Linked DNA regions of Lactuca sativa: region 2 is linked to region 1. The links are chromatin contacts, called in public Hi-C maps. All regions are on one chromosome and are shown on one strand. The core of a region is the stretch at or near the end of the contact, and the rest is flanking DNA. Distances in the headings are between cores, read along the strand shown. Region 1 holds the start of LOC111879933 (transcription termination factor MTERF9, chloroplastic). Region 2 holds the start of LOC111879987 (40S ribosomal protein S9-2).

Region 1 (7,124 bases), core at 2,939-5,438:
ACTGATTTTTATGGTCTTTGAGATGTTAGGAAGCCTTTTGGAGAAGATGGATTAGTGGCTTAATGGATTAAGGAGTTTCTTCATCAAAATGCCATTCAGATAGATCTTACGACGCGAGTCCTATGTCTGTCATGTTGCGAGGATCAAAGAGTCTCGATTATTTTGTCTTTTAGTGGCTCATGACGTGAGACTATGCTTGTCACGTCGTGAAGGGCAGTTAACCTGTTGACCGTTGACTTTTAGACCAGTTTGACTTGGAGTCAAACTTGAAGGATTCGGCCTGTTGACTAGGAGTCTACCATGTTTTGGTGTTAGAAGGTTCGTGGGAGCAAGTAGTGCAAAAAAAATGAGGCGCATCAAAATGCCATTCAGATAGATCTCACGACGTGAGTCCTATGTCTGACATGTTGCGAGGATCAAAGAGTTTCGATTATTTTTTCTTTTAGTGGCTCATGACGTGAGACTATGCTTGTCACATCGTGAAGGGCAGTTAACCTGTTGACCATTGACTTTTAGAACAGTTTGACCTGGAGTCAAACTTGAAGGATTCGACCTGTTGACTAGGAGTCTACCATGTTTTGGTGTTAGAAGGTTTGTGGGAGAAAGCAGTGCAAAAAAAGGGGGCGCATCGCAGTTTTTCTAGGTTCTTCGATTAAGGTGAATTTTCCTCACTATACCTGTGGGTCGAAGGCATCAATGTCGACCTACTAGATTTGGTTATGTATCCTTGTGTTTAGGATGTTGCTGCGCTATAGTGAGTTGTTTGATATATTTACATCCTTATGTGTTAGGATGTAACAGTAGTAGTATGTTGTTTAGAGTACCAGTAGGGTGGTTACTTATGGCTATGCTTTTCATGGAGATTTGCTGGTAGATGAGTAGTGTGTTGTGAGGGGTCTAGTAGGCGGTAGTGAGTTGTATGATTGGTAGTTGTTTGTATTTATGTGCCTATTTGATTTGTAATTGTTTATATGTTGATATATTATAGTAGTTGGGTTGAGGCAACATGCTAACAAACCCGGAGAACGGTTGGGGTTGAGGCAGCAGGCTCACACACTCAATATGGATGTTGCATATATATATATATATATATATATATATATATATATATATATATATATATATATATATATATATATATATATATATATATATATCCCTATTCTAATAAAAGAACAATTTTATTCTCCTATTGACAAGTGTCATAGTATTACAACTTCTCATTAATATTATATGTCAACTATCATACCACTTGTCAAGATATTAATTATCCATTTAAAATTTAAAATTTAAAATTTCTCACTCTAATTAAATTAAATTAATAATTGATTTTTTATTTTAAATTTCAAATTTTAAATTTTCTCACTCTAATTATATTAAATTAATAACATTATATTAAAAAATAAAATAAAATTAATATAGATTGTAAGGTGATATAACTTCATGTATTTATTTAACTCATCGATTATAATTTTGTATAACTAAAACAATATCTCTTAAGTAATAATTATTTAAAATATTCATTAATAATTTTGATTTTTCATTATGAAATTTTAATTAATTTTATAACCATGGTTCTCACAGGTTATATATATATATATATATATATATATATATATATATATATATATATATATATATATATATATATATATATATATATATATATATATATATATATATATAGGGAGAGGATCAAATGAGAACATCTAAAAGGTTGAGAACGCGAGAACAGTTCTGGACCAATCATTTTATAAGTGTATATTAGTAACTTTATATAAATATTAATTATTGATTTCCTAAAATCTAGGGATAATGATTTTAATTACCTAACAAAATTAATATTTCCTTTTAGTTAATAAAATATATATAAATATCTTTTTTATGATTTTTCCCAAAAATTATTTATGACCACTTCAAAAAAATCACCTAAAAAAATTAATATTTCCTTTTATTTTAAATCTGAAAGGAAAATCTTAAAAAAAAATATTATTTTCTAATATTTCATGTTTTTGTTTTTCAAAAAAAAAAAGAATAGAAATCCAATCACAAATCAATACACTTCCAATCATAAATGAAAACACATCAAATTACAAATAATTCAATGCATTTTTCATAAATTGAAAATAAAAAAAGTGTAAAAATTATCATTTTTTCATAAAATGAATACCTCTAATCATAAATAAATACACCCATTCACATGAATACACTAATATTCATAAATAAATACAATCATTCACACATGAATACATTGCAATTCACAAATGAATACACTGTTATTTATAAATTAATACACATTCTATCATAAATGAATACACGTGTTATTCATAAATAAATACAACCATTCACGCACCCCTTTCAAGAAATTATTACCAAAAAAATCAAAAATTAGGATTGTGTTTCTTTCCATTGGTACACCTCGTTGTCGCTTTTTGGTTTGCAAAATCTCTCACATAAGGTGGGAAATTGGCCCTGAAAGGGGTCAGAATGTAGTTGTTGTTTCCAGGATCAGAAGTGGAGTCTCCGAACACCAAAATAGCAGAAACCTTGTGGTTTTGAGTAGACGTTTTCACGATAAGATCTTGTGGTTCATAAAACTTAATTCCTAAGCTAGATTCATGTATGAATAGAAAGAAATACGAGTAAAGAAATGTAGTTGATTAAACTTCATTGGTTTACAGTCAAAATAAAAATAAAAGAGAAGATAATCATTACCGATCGAAGCAACTGCCCCATCGAGACCCCTTCCATCATTCCAGTCGAAAATGCTCTCACAGACATTTTATCGAGCACTTTATGTGCACAGTTCATCCCTTATTCACGAACAGACCCTCTTGGCCCCATTGGTTCCCATTCATTCAACAAATTAAAGACCATTGCCAATTTCTAAACAAAAATGTACAATTGTTGAGAGCGATCCATTATTTTCGATTAAATACCAAATCTGGGTAGCCATGTGTTAAGATATTTGTATTTGGATAATAAAATTTCAAAGAGCATACCTGTGAACAATGCGTCCCTTTCCATCCACTAAATCTACCCGACTTTAGGTGAGAAAGAATCAACCTACGAATCAATGGTAGCATACCTGTAGAATGACACGAACACCAGCACTGTGGTTTACTGGTTGTGGTCTGCTCGTTGGGCCACCTGAGTACCACCATAATATGCCTCAAAAGTCGCTGCTTCACCATCTCCAATTGTCACAGTCATCTTCGCCATTGCCAATTGTCACAATCATCTTCGCCATTGCCAATTGTCACAATCATCTTCGGCCGTCACTCTTGATTGGAGCTGTGTGCGACGATGATGGGTGCGGTGTAAGATGAAGATGGGGAACATATCTTCGTGGTGGGTTGTAAGTGATGCCCAGATCGATGATGGCCTGAGTTTTATGAAACCCTAAAAAGAGAAAGGTGGAAATATATACACGAGAAGATTAAAGGAAATATGTGAGTGGGTGAGAAATTATAGGATACAGGTAAAGTTGAAATTCCTGTTATGTCCTTCTGACCATTTAAAAGTTACATTTTAATGCCAACAATTTAAGAATTTTTCATAATTCCCCCTTTCAATAATGACCTTAGATTTAAGTATTTAAATTGTTCAGATCTGTTCTCGCGTTCTCAACAATTTAGGTGTTCTCATTTGATCCTAATCTTATATATATTGGGAAAATTTACTAAGCTTCGTGTTTATCCAATTGTTGATGTTTTCAGATTTCATCGGGGAATGTGGAAACGCAAAGACATGACTATAAATATTCATTAGTAGCAATGAAGATTCTACATTTACTATAATACTCTGATTTTCAACAATGTGTCCTGTGACGAATGGTTTTTCTTAACTTGTATTATGAAAATGAACAATTTTACTTTAACTAAAAATAAGAATTTTTTATTGTGAAAATGAGACGTTATAAAAACAATGGAAATATATTGTATATTTTCGCAGCTTACCTTTTGTTTATAATCAAACTGTTTTCTTTAATGTCGATGTAATAAATTTACAAATTTGCCTTATAACCAAGTGACACATAAAATCAGTTTTAAATGTTGATGACAAATTGACAATTACTCGGCCCAACCTATTCAAAGCCCAACTGAACTAATATCCAGATTTTAGCCTTTTTAGGCCATGTGAAGTGTTTCAAAAATTTCACTTCAGTCCTTGATTTTCAAATAAATCTGATTTCTACCCTAAAAAAATTTGTTTTCTCACACGGGTATCTTAAGTAGTTAAGTTACCACTGAAATTCCGTCCGCAACCATGGCGTCTTGTCTAAAACGAAGAACAAGTAACCTTCTATCACAAAAGCCTCGAATCCTTTCATCCTTTTTCGCCGTAAGTTGATTGTAATTTTACCAATATTTACTATATATGGCTACTCTTAATTCTTTTCGGAAATTCGCTTGGGTTGTGATTAAATGTCTGTAATTTCTAGGGTTTTTTTGTTCGTCAGAATTTCAAGATTTAGCAATCTTTTCTATTTTAGGTTTTCGTATTGCAGCCATGATTTGGTTCTCTAATATGTTATTCCTAAACCCTGTAAACTTGCAGATGTATGTACTTCGAATTAGGGTTTTAGAAATTAGACTAGAACGATTGATCCGGATACGAAAGCAAACCAGCAATGCCTAGAGTTTCCATTCTTGTTATAAGAAACAGATTATCCTTACGACCTTACCTCCGTCAATGGTGTGCATTTGCCTGTTTGAACTTGATATCTAATTCACTCATTTGATTAGCAGTTTACTGCATTCCCACAGTGCTCCTATTTTTATGATTACTTGAAGCTTTTTGTTGGTTGATTTATGTTCTTTCATTTATGTCATGTAGATGTTCTCTGTCATCTGCAGGAGAGATGGTTTGGTATGTTGGCTTACCAAGACCATTTAGCACATAAGACTAATACTTCCATTATCCAGAACCTTGCTCTAATAAAATATGGGTTAACAGCTTCTTTTTCAACTTTCTCTGATTCAACCAATGAACTGGTGGAAGAAGCAGAAGCATCCACCAACATTCCCGATGAAAAAGATGTTACACTCCAAGATCAGGTCTCAATTTTAACTTCTTTAATCAATTTTTATTTTTATTTAAAAAAAATGATGAAAATCCTTAACCTCTCTTCTATTTCCCTTTTTTCCTCCAAGAGTATCAGTTGCCTTCAAAAACCTGTCAAGATTTATTCATACAATGGGGATGCAACAACCACGAAACATCACAAATCTTTGAACGAATGCCATCTCTCCACAAAGCAAAACTCGATAAACTTCAATCCAAATTACAAATCCTTCATGACCTCGGATTCACCTCCTCTGACTTAGTCAAAATCATAAGCTGTAGGCCCCGTTTTCTCAAATCAAGACTCAACAACTGCCTCGATGAACGTGTCAACTACCTCGAAAACATATTCGGATCAAAACAAACCCTCCAAAAAGCCATTCTTAGAAACCCTTCCATTCTTACATACGATTTAAAAAAAATGATCAAACCCACAGTCGAGTTATACAAATCAATGGGTATAACCGGAGACGATTTAGCACTAATGCTACTATCACGCCCCACCATAATCCCACGCACCTCACTAACACCTGAAAAATTGGATTTCATTAAAAGAACGGGTGCTTCTCGAGATTCCAAAATGTACAAATACGTTGTTACCCTTATGGCGATTTCACGAATTGAAACAATTCGTGAAAAAATAGCGAATTTGGAGAAGTTTGGGTTTGTTGAGGATGAGGTTTTTCGTCTTTTGGGCACCTCGCCACTTGTGTTGACATTATCGGTTGACAAAGTTCAAAGGAATATGACTTTTGTGGTGGCAAGTATGAAATTACCAGCGAGGGTAGTGCTGAGTCATCCTTTTTTGCTTTATAATAATCTTGAAACGGTTATGAAACCTCGTATGATTGTTGCTGGGAAGATTGAGGATTTGGGATTGGTTCCGAGGATTGAAGGGTTTAAGGTTTTTACGGCTTTGAGGATGACAGAGAAGAGGTTTTTGAAGGCGTTTATTGATTGTCACCCTTTGGAGATTTCAAAGGTGTTGATGGAATGTTATTTGGATGCAAAACATGTGAAAAGATTAGCCGAAGAGTCCAAGAAGATTTTGCATAAAGGGTTTCCTTTTTGAGGTTATATGTTTTTTAATTTCATGTGTTTGTCAAATTACTTGTGTAACTTAAGATTAGCAAATGAGAATGATTTTAAAGATTACATTTTTCAATGTAAAGTTACATTGTGGAGATGATTAAAGATTCTATAGGCTCCATTTCTTGATGTTGCATTGCCAAGTTTTGTGGAGTTATGGTGTTATTGACTTTATGTCAACCCATAGAGTTATGGCTCATGTGGGTTAAATCCTAACCTATGCTAAAAGCTATTTGTTTTTTCTAAAAAACAATTTCCGACCACTTATTGTTGCGCCGCGCAACACACGCACATCATTTGACTATTCGCAATTGTTTGTTTTTCAGAAGACTTCTGACTTAAAAACTGTTGTGCATGTACTGCATGGCGCAACACTTGACCCCCCACTTTAAACATCTTCACACCTTACTTTAACTTATTGCAGTAGTTTGCAGAGGTTGAAAAACAAACAAACTTTTTATTACATGTTGTAGCCGTTTGGTCTCCCTCTTCTGTTATAGAGGGTTGCAGAGGTAGTCCGTAGACCAGCAGACTTCAGACATTTTTGCTTCGAAAAAACAAACGGCAAGTTAAGACCATAAGGTAGTTAAGGTTCATGATTGAGTCCAATAATTCCTAAATATTATTTACCAAAAGAAAGGACCAACTTGAGACCATGCTTGTTATGTGAAACGGAAAATAACAAATAACAAAATTGTAGTGGTTTGACATTCAATGGATTGGACTGATGTCAACGAGACAAAAATTATAATTTTTTTCACAAAAATATGTGGTAAGAAAGATGAATGACAGAATCGTCTTCAATATCATGTTTTTACAAAAGACATTAATGCCCTTACTCTCGTCAATAATGAAGATAACTTATGTAACAAATGGAACCCTAAGATATAGAAACAATAGAAGAATCTCAACACGAAGCAATATAGATATGTATGTTTTCTTTTAGATCAATTTTGACAAAATTCTAC
Region 2 (7,124 bases), core at 2,706-5,205, 370 kb before region 1:
TTGCGACCGCTCCTACTTCGCTTGTTAGACACTCCTACTTCACAAGAATCACTTCTACTTATTACACACTCAGTCGTAGTTAGATGTATGTATGTGCTTATATAGATACATATAAGTAATGATTGAAAGACTTAGGAAGGCTCGTCCGCCCTATTTCCTTTTCTTCATTGAGATGTGGTCTGGTGGGATCGGATGGCCGTCTGAAGGTCATTTGGTTCATTAGTTATATACTATGTATATGAATATGGACGTACAGGAATTCTCTAGTCAGTTCAGTTAAGAGTCTCTACCTCTAGTCTACACTTACATTAGGAACACACTACCCACTATTTGGAAGTCTCTACCCACTATTTGGGATGCATCTTCAGGACACGGCCTTCTCTGTCGTCTAGTTGGTAACCAGAGTCTCCTGTAGGGAGAGCGGACATTGTGTGTATAGATCTATACGGGATTGACAACCCCGCACCCAAACTGCTAGCTACAGTCCCGACCTACCAAGCCAACGGGTGACAAATGTCACATCTTAGACGCTTGTAGGGCGTCTGGTACTCTAGTCAGTATGGTTACGAGTATCCTGGGTTACCTTATAATTCTTTGGCCTTAAGGTAACGGTATCTCACCGGCAATTTACATTGTATGCTGGTAATTCATTTTCAGGGTCACACTATTTTGACCTTACAAGACGTATCTTTCATTTGATACTGTTTGGGGTCTGTTTTTCACTATTTTAGACCTTACCAGTTGTACCTTTCATTTGGTACCTTCTAGGTCTGAGTCTCTACTTGTTAGACTGAATCAGGCGTGTCGTTAGTTCGATACTCTCCTGGAGTCTATGATTCCTTTTCCTTAGTCAGCAGTCCTCACTGCTGAGGCATATGTTATCTCCCTGTTGTCTCTTGCTTTCTTTAATAATCAAATTCAATATTTTGATAGTGATAGCAATTAAGGGAAAACCACTTTTTACCACATAACACTGACCAGTCTTGGTAGAAGGTTGCTTTATTAAAGAAAATATAGGATTTTCTAGAAAGAACTCTAATACACAGTAAACACTTAACTACTTCTTTATATAGTTATTTGAATAAAAGTCACTAAATACTTATGAACTCACCAGCATTTCTAAAATGCTGATACTCGCTTTTCAAATAACTTGTATTCTCAGGTTAGCATTGGAACAGGTACATGCCAGGAGCTGTTGATGAAGATAGCTTAGTACCACGCTGTATTTATTCTATTTACTTGTATTACTTCGATGTATTGTATTGTAACCACGTAAAATTATTACTATTAATGCAATGTTTTGTTGTACTTTGATTACTATATGCATGTGTTGTGATACTTGACATGACGCCATCCACCCCAGAACGTTTCCGCCGTTTCGGTTTCGGGGTGTGACATCTATCTCCAATAGTTGGTCAAAGAGATTTCTACAATTTAATTTACCAGACTTGCAATTCCATTCCATAGAAAACAGGTTTTTTTCTTCGTTCTTCCAACTGGAAAATTTCTACAATTTCAACTTTAAGTTTTAGGTTTTTATAATGGTGTTGAAATTTATTGTTGTTCATATGAATTTGATGTTGATGGTTCTGAATTGGATTTTTTTTCATTCATGATTCATAGAAAATGTGGTGATTTAGGGAGCGTCCTTAAAGTGTTTGATGAAATGCCAAAGAGAAATATGACAATCTTAGATTGTATTCATGGTTAGCGATGGAATGTTTATTGTTGTGCATCTCATCTCCTAAGGTAAACAAAATAAAAACAGTGAATTATGTTATTCTATCATACTTTAAATTTAGAATTACTCTCATTTTCTTTCAGTATTGAAAGAGAGGGAATCATTTTTCGATTATGAAATAAAGTGCTGGAAATCACATAAGAATATTTCTGTAGAATAATTATTGGGTGTTTATTCCTATCTTCAATTTTTTCATTATGTAAGAATAATTATTTCATTCTTTAAGAATATTCTGTGGAGAGTATTATCATCTTGGAAATCACATATGAATGATTCTGCCAGAATTGTATTTCCGGTATAATCACATAAGAATGATTCTGCAAGGGTTGTATTGCAATTGGCTGATGTTTTAACATGATTTTTGTTTCTTATGTTTTTCAGATGTTTGAAGTTTTGCCAAGGGATCACTTACCATCCTCGAGTTTATCTCCTTTTGCAGCACCTATAAAATATTCTCATGTAATACAATTATGACAGAATGCAAATCTCACAAAATGTCAATCTCATAGAATGCTAGATATTTTGAAGTAGCTTAGAGGTCAAACATACACAAGACATCTAGGAACGAAACAAGAAAGTGAATGAGGATTCTTTCAAGAATGCCGATATTTTTTTTGCAAGAGATTTCAAGAATGAATGTAATTTATGTTCATAGTTGTATTCTTTAAGAATGAATGTAATTATTTATTCTAAACTATTAAACTTCGTTTTATATAACATTTGTATTCATTAAAAATTATTGATCTTGATAATATGTGTTTATAATATTATGTTCATAGTTGTATACCATTCTGACAGAATTACAGAATATCATTCTAACAAAATGACATTCTGATAGAATAAAATTGTATATGCTTACAAATTACGTTTGAAATTGAATTAATTTGAAAATAAATCAGATTTTTTAAATCAAAATCATTTATTATCCCATAAATCTCGATTTTTCCTTTTTTAAATCTGTCTTAGTTGACTAAAATGCCCTTATGCTGAAATTTGTGTGAATATATATATATATATATATATATATATATATATATATATATATGGAAATTTACTCTTTTTACAATTTATGTTTAATTTTTTTGAAAGTACAATGCTATTTTTTGCTTTTCACAGAAACACCGAAGAAAATGAAAGTATAGCTACCTTCTTCTACCATTTCCATTTAATAGCTCTTCTTTTGGTCATGCTGCACGAGGTTCTTTTTGAATTTGCATTTAAACTTTTATAGGCTACAATTTGTTGAAGCGTTTTATGTATTTTGTATGCATATGTGTTTTTTTTTGTTGTTAAAGTTTACAAAAATGAATGCCATATCATTTCTTTTAAGTTTTGCTTTGTTGTGTTAAGGAAATCTATTTTAACTTTTTGATTACAAACTATTTGCCATTATGATGAACGTAATAGTTTTAGCATGATGTTTTTTGGCAACGTTAAGAAAATCTATTCTAGCAATTTGATTACAAATTATTTCCCATTATGAATCACACCCCATTCAAACCCGTGGTGAAACGCATGATTTTTTACTAGTTTCATATTAAACTCAAATATATTTTTATCACTTGTTACATTTTATAATGAGAAAATAGTTAGCCATATTACTTATAAGGTGTTTTAAAGTTTGAATTATAAATTTAAATAACTTCCAAACCACATAAAACTTACAATACGTTCACACCAAACCATACCGCATAACATGGTTTAAAACTCACAATACGTTCACACCAAACCATACCGCATAACATGGTTTAAAACAGATACGGTTTGTGATTTATAAAAATCTAAAATCATATATGTTATACGGTTTGTAGTTTTGACTTTAAATCGAAACCTGCAATTTATACATTGAAATATATAGGAGAATAGTCTCTGATAATATCACAATCATATCTGTTACAGTAAATTTTTTAGAGAAATTAATTATCCTTTTACAATTTCCTCTTATTTATCTTCCTGTCATATTAAATGATAATATGTGAATTAAAATATTATTAAGGAAAATTAAATAGAACACATATCACATTTGACATGATAGAAGAATATTAGAAAAAAATTATAGAAGAATATTTAATTTCTCTAACTTTAACCAAAACTAAATTACATAAATTACTCGTGATTAGAAACTATCAAAGAAAAATAGAAATTACATTTTCTTGTTGTAGAAGAGCCTAGCATTAGTAGATCCAATGGGCCTTAGGCCCATTCTCACAGACCTATCTATTCTAAACCCTAATGATATTTGTTCGCTTCACCTCACTGCTTTTGCAGGTTTATTTTTCGTATCGTCTCCATTGAGCAGGTTTGAAGCTTTTCTTCCCTCTTTCGCTCAGTTAATATCTCAGCTTTGTTTCTTTATGTAATTTACATGTATATATTGTTCCGTCTGTGAATTAGGTTTTGGATTTTGGCCTCATTTAGCTTGATCTATTGGTTATTTTGATCGTTATAGCCGTTAATTCTTAGAATTTGTGCTTTCTGCGTCGATGCTTTATCTTTTTTTTTTACCCCACAGCTATCGTTAATTCGGTATATATCTCATTCTCTTAAGAAAATTGATGTGTTATCTCTTCTATGCCTAAAATCACTTTTTTTGAAGCTCTCCATGGGCGATTTTATAATGTTAAACGCTTCTTTTGAAGCGTATCATCTTGTAGCTGTCAATCTAGTTTCAGAAGATCTACAATTCATTATAATTTCATTGTTTCAATCTATAAGTATTATGATGATAATTTTGTAGTGGAAGAGCATGAGAATCAATTTTAAAGTTTGCCAAATATATTTCTGAAACATTTCTGTCCGATGTTGATTACGAGTTTTTTATTCAATATATCACCTTTTAAATGAGCAGCAACTCAACAAGTGTGTTTTCAGATCACATATCAAGTGTAAATCACTCCCAGGGAACACACATACGTATACACATGCATATATCATCAATCCAAGTTTATAATCCCAAACTGATTGATTTTTTTTATTGTAACATTCACAATATGATGAACTCTTGGAGGAAACTAATGTGATTTCCCTTCATCAGTTTACTTTGCTTTCTGAAATTGTTTTCTATAGAATTACAAGTGTTTCTGTAGCTCCATTGAACCATAACTTTTTTGTTTTCAACATCAGCTTATTCAGCAGCTGAGAAGGAGAGAGAGAGCAACAAGCATTGACATAGACAACAATGGTGCACGTCTCGTTTTACCGCAACTGTAACTCATCTTTTACCCTTCTTTTCACTCCCTTTTATACAAATTCAATCATAATTGACATATAAGAATATGATAATAACAAGATCCAAAAATGTTTTTTAGATGGGAAAACTTTCAAGAAACCCCGTCGTCCATACGAGAAGGAAAGATTAGATGCTGAACTGAAGCTTGTTGGAGAATATGGGCTTAGATGCAAAAGAGAGCTTTGGAGGGTTCAATATGCCCTGAGCAGAATCCGTAATGCTGCAAGAATGCTTCTGACCCTTGAAGAAAAGGACCCACGTAGGATCTTTGAAGGTGAAGCCCTTATGAGAAGGATGAACAGATATGGACTTTTGGATGAGAGCCAAAACAAGCTAGATTACGTTCTTGCCCTTACTGTTGAAAACTTTCTTGAACGCCGTTTACAGACACTTGTGTTCAAAACTGGAATGGCCAAATCCATCCACCATGCTAGAGTTCTCATCAAGCAAAGGCACATCAGGTATGTAATTAAATTAAATTCTTGATTTATATATTGGTCACTTCAGTTATAATTTACTGAATTTTTTAGGTAGTGTTTGGTAATGATGGAATTAGCGAAGTTAATAATCGTCAATGACACTAATTTTTTTTATAAATTTTTGGGTTTTATGCAGAAAAGTCACATTATTTTGGGAAAATTTCCAATAAAGTCCTAAATCTTTTTTTTGAACAGAAAAGTACCATTATTATGGGAAAATCACATAATCTGTCATTTCCTGTTAAAATAAAAATAATCAGGATTTTTCTGTTAAAAAAGATTTATGACTTTATAAAAAATCTCCTAAAATAATGGTACTTTTCTGCATAAAACCCTAAATTTTTAGGGTTAATCTTATAAAAAACCTTATATTTCATGTTTTTTTCTGGATTATTAAACCTCAACTTCAGTTTTTTCGTGAAAAAGACCTTGTATTTTTTTTTTTTTTTCAATCTGGTCTTTTTAGTCATTTTTCGCTAAAGAAGTAGTAAAATGTGAGGGAAAAACTAAAAATGTTGAGGATTTATTTGGAAACATTTAGACGGGTGTTGGTTTATTCGGAAAAATGACAAAGTTGTGGTTTTTTTCGGAAAAAATGAAAAAATATAAGGTCATTTTTGTGAAAAAGATAAAGATGAGGTTTAATCCGGAAACAAACACAAAGTATAAGGTCTTTCAAGAGATTAACCCAATTTTTTATACTTCAACTAATTTTTTTTCTTATGGTCTTTCAAAAACAATTAAATTTATTTTTTATTATAATCATAAGATCCTCATGGTATTTTATTTATTATTTCTGTAGATAGTTTTTTTTAATATAAAATGATAAAGACCTTTATTTGACAATTTGAAATGTTATACATTTTAAACAAAATGAAAAATGTTGATATGCAATTTATTTAGAGATATATTTTCATTTAACTAAAGTTCATTTTTCAACATTATTAAAAATTCTAATCATCATACATATCATAACAACATGTTTGAATGACTCAATTCATCAATTCTGTTACCGCTCATTCCATTCCATCTGTTTGTGATTCCATTCCGTTTGTCTGTGATTCCATTCCACCATAATACAACAGGGTGGGAAGGCAAGTGGTGAATGTTCCATCATTCATGGTGCGTGTTGACTCCCAGAAGCATATTGACTTTTCTCTCACTAGTCCCTTTGGAGGCGGGCGACCTGGCAGAGTCAAGCGAAAGAACCAAAAGGCGGCTGCCAAGAAGGCGTCAGGTGGGGACGCTGACGAGGATGATGAAGAGTGATGACATGTCATCATGTTTCATCTTTTTTACTATCTTGTCAACATGCTTTATTTTGATATTTTTCAGTACCTCTAAACATAGCAAGTTTTTTATTTGATAATATGGATATCATGCAATCAAGTAAGTGTCTCAAGGGTGAGTAAACATTAAAACTTATGCTCATTTTTGTGACATTGTTTTTATTAATCAAGTAAACGTAAAGCCAAATGTCCCTTTAATCTTAAAAGACAGAATTACTTAATTGGTTAAGTCAGATTTGATTTATCGTAAAAATGTTGGCTTAATGTCAGATTTGTTTTTTGGAACGTAATTGTCAAATGGTTATTTCTATAGTCGAAAAACCTTTATCTAGTTAACAAGGAAAAAGAAACAACCAATAACCAAGTTGGCAACAGAAACGTAGTTA

Evidence for each region. A called contact is a pair of places that touch in the nucleus more often than the background predicts.
Region 2: a contact with region 1 is called in a Hi-C map of leaf, with 5 times the contacts expected there. The contact joins the promoter of LOC111879987 here to the promoter of LOC111879933 in region 1. A contact is called at or near these places in 3 of 4 Hi-C or Micro-C datasets (leaf and seed).

Annotation. Positions count from the first base shown.
Region 1 is chr4:16,666,704-16,673,827 of Lsat_Salinas_v11, reverse strand. It overlaps LOC111879933 (transcription termination factor MTERF9, chloroplastic), which reads left to right and starts at 4,188. Exons shown (of 3, transcript XM_023876361.3): 1 at 4,188-4,344; 2 at 4,860-5,060; 3 at 5,165-6,285. The coding sequence starts at 4,270. The coding sequence ends at 6,139. It overlaps LOC111879921 (F-box/kelch-repeat protein SKIP11-like), which reads right to left. Exons shown (of 2, transcript XM_023876353.3): 2 at 7,070-7,124.
Region 2 is chr4:17,040,038-17,047,161 of Lsat_Salinas_v11, reverse strand. It overlaps LOC111879987 (40S ribosomal protein S9-2), which reads left to right and starts at 3,955. Exons shown (of 4, transcript XM_023876409.2): 1 at 3,955-4,040; 2 at 4,865-4,947; 3 at 5,050-5,431; 4 at 6,535-6,925. The coding sequence starts at 4,920. The coding sequence ends at 6,718.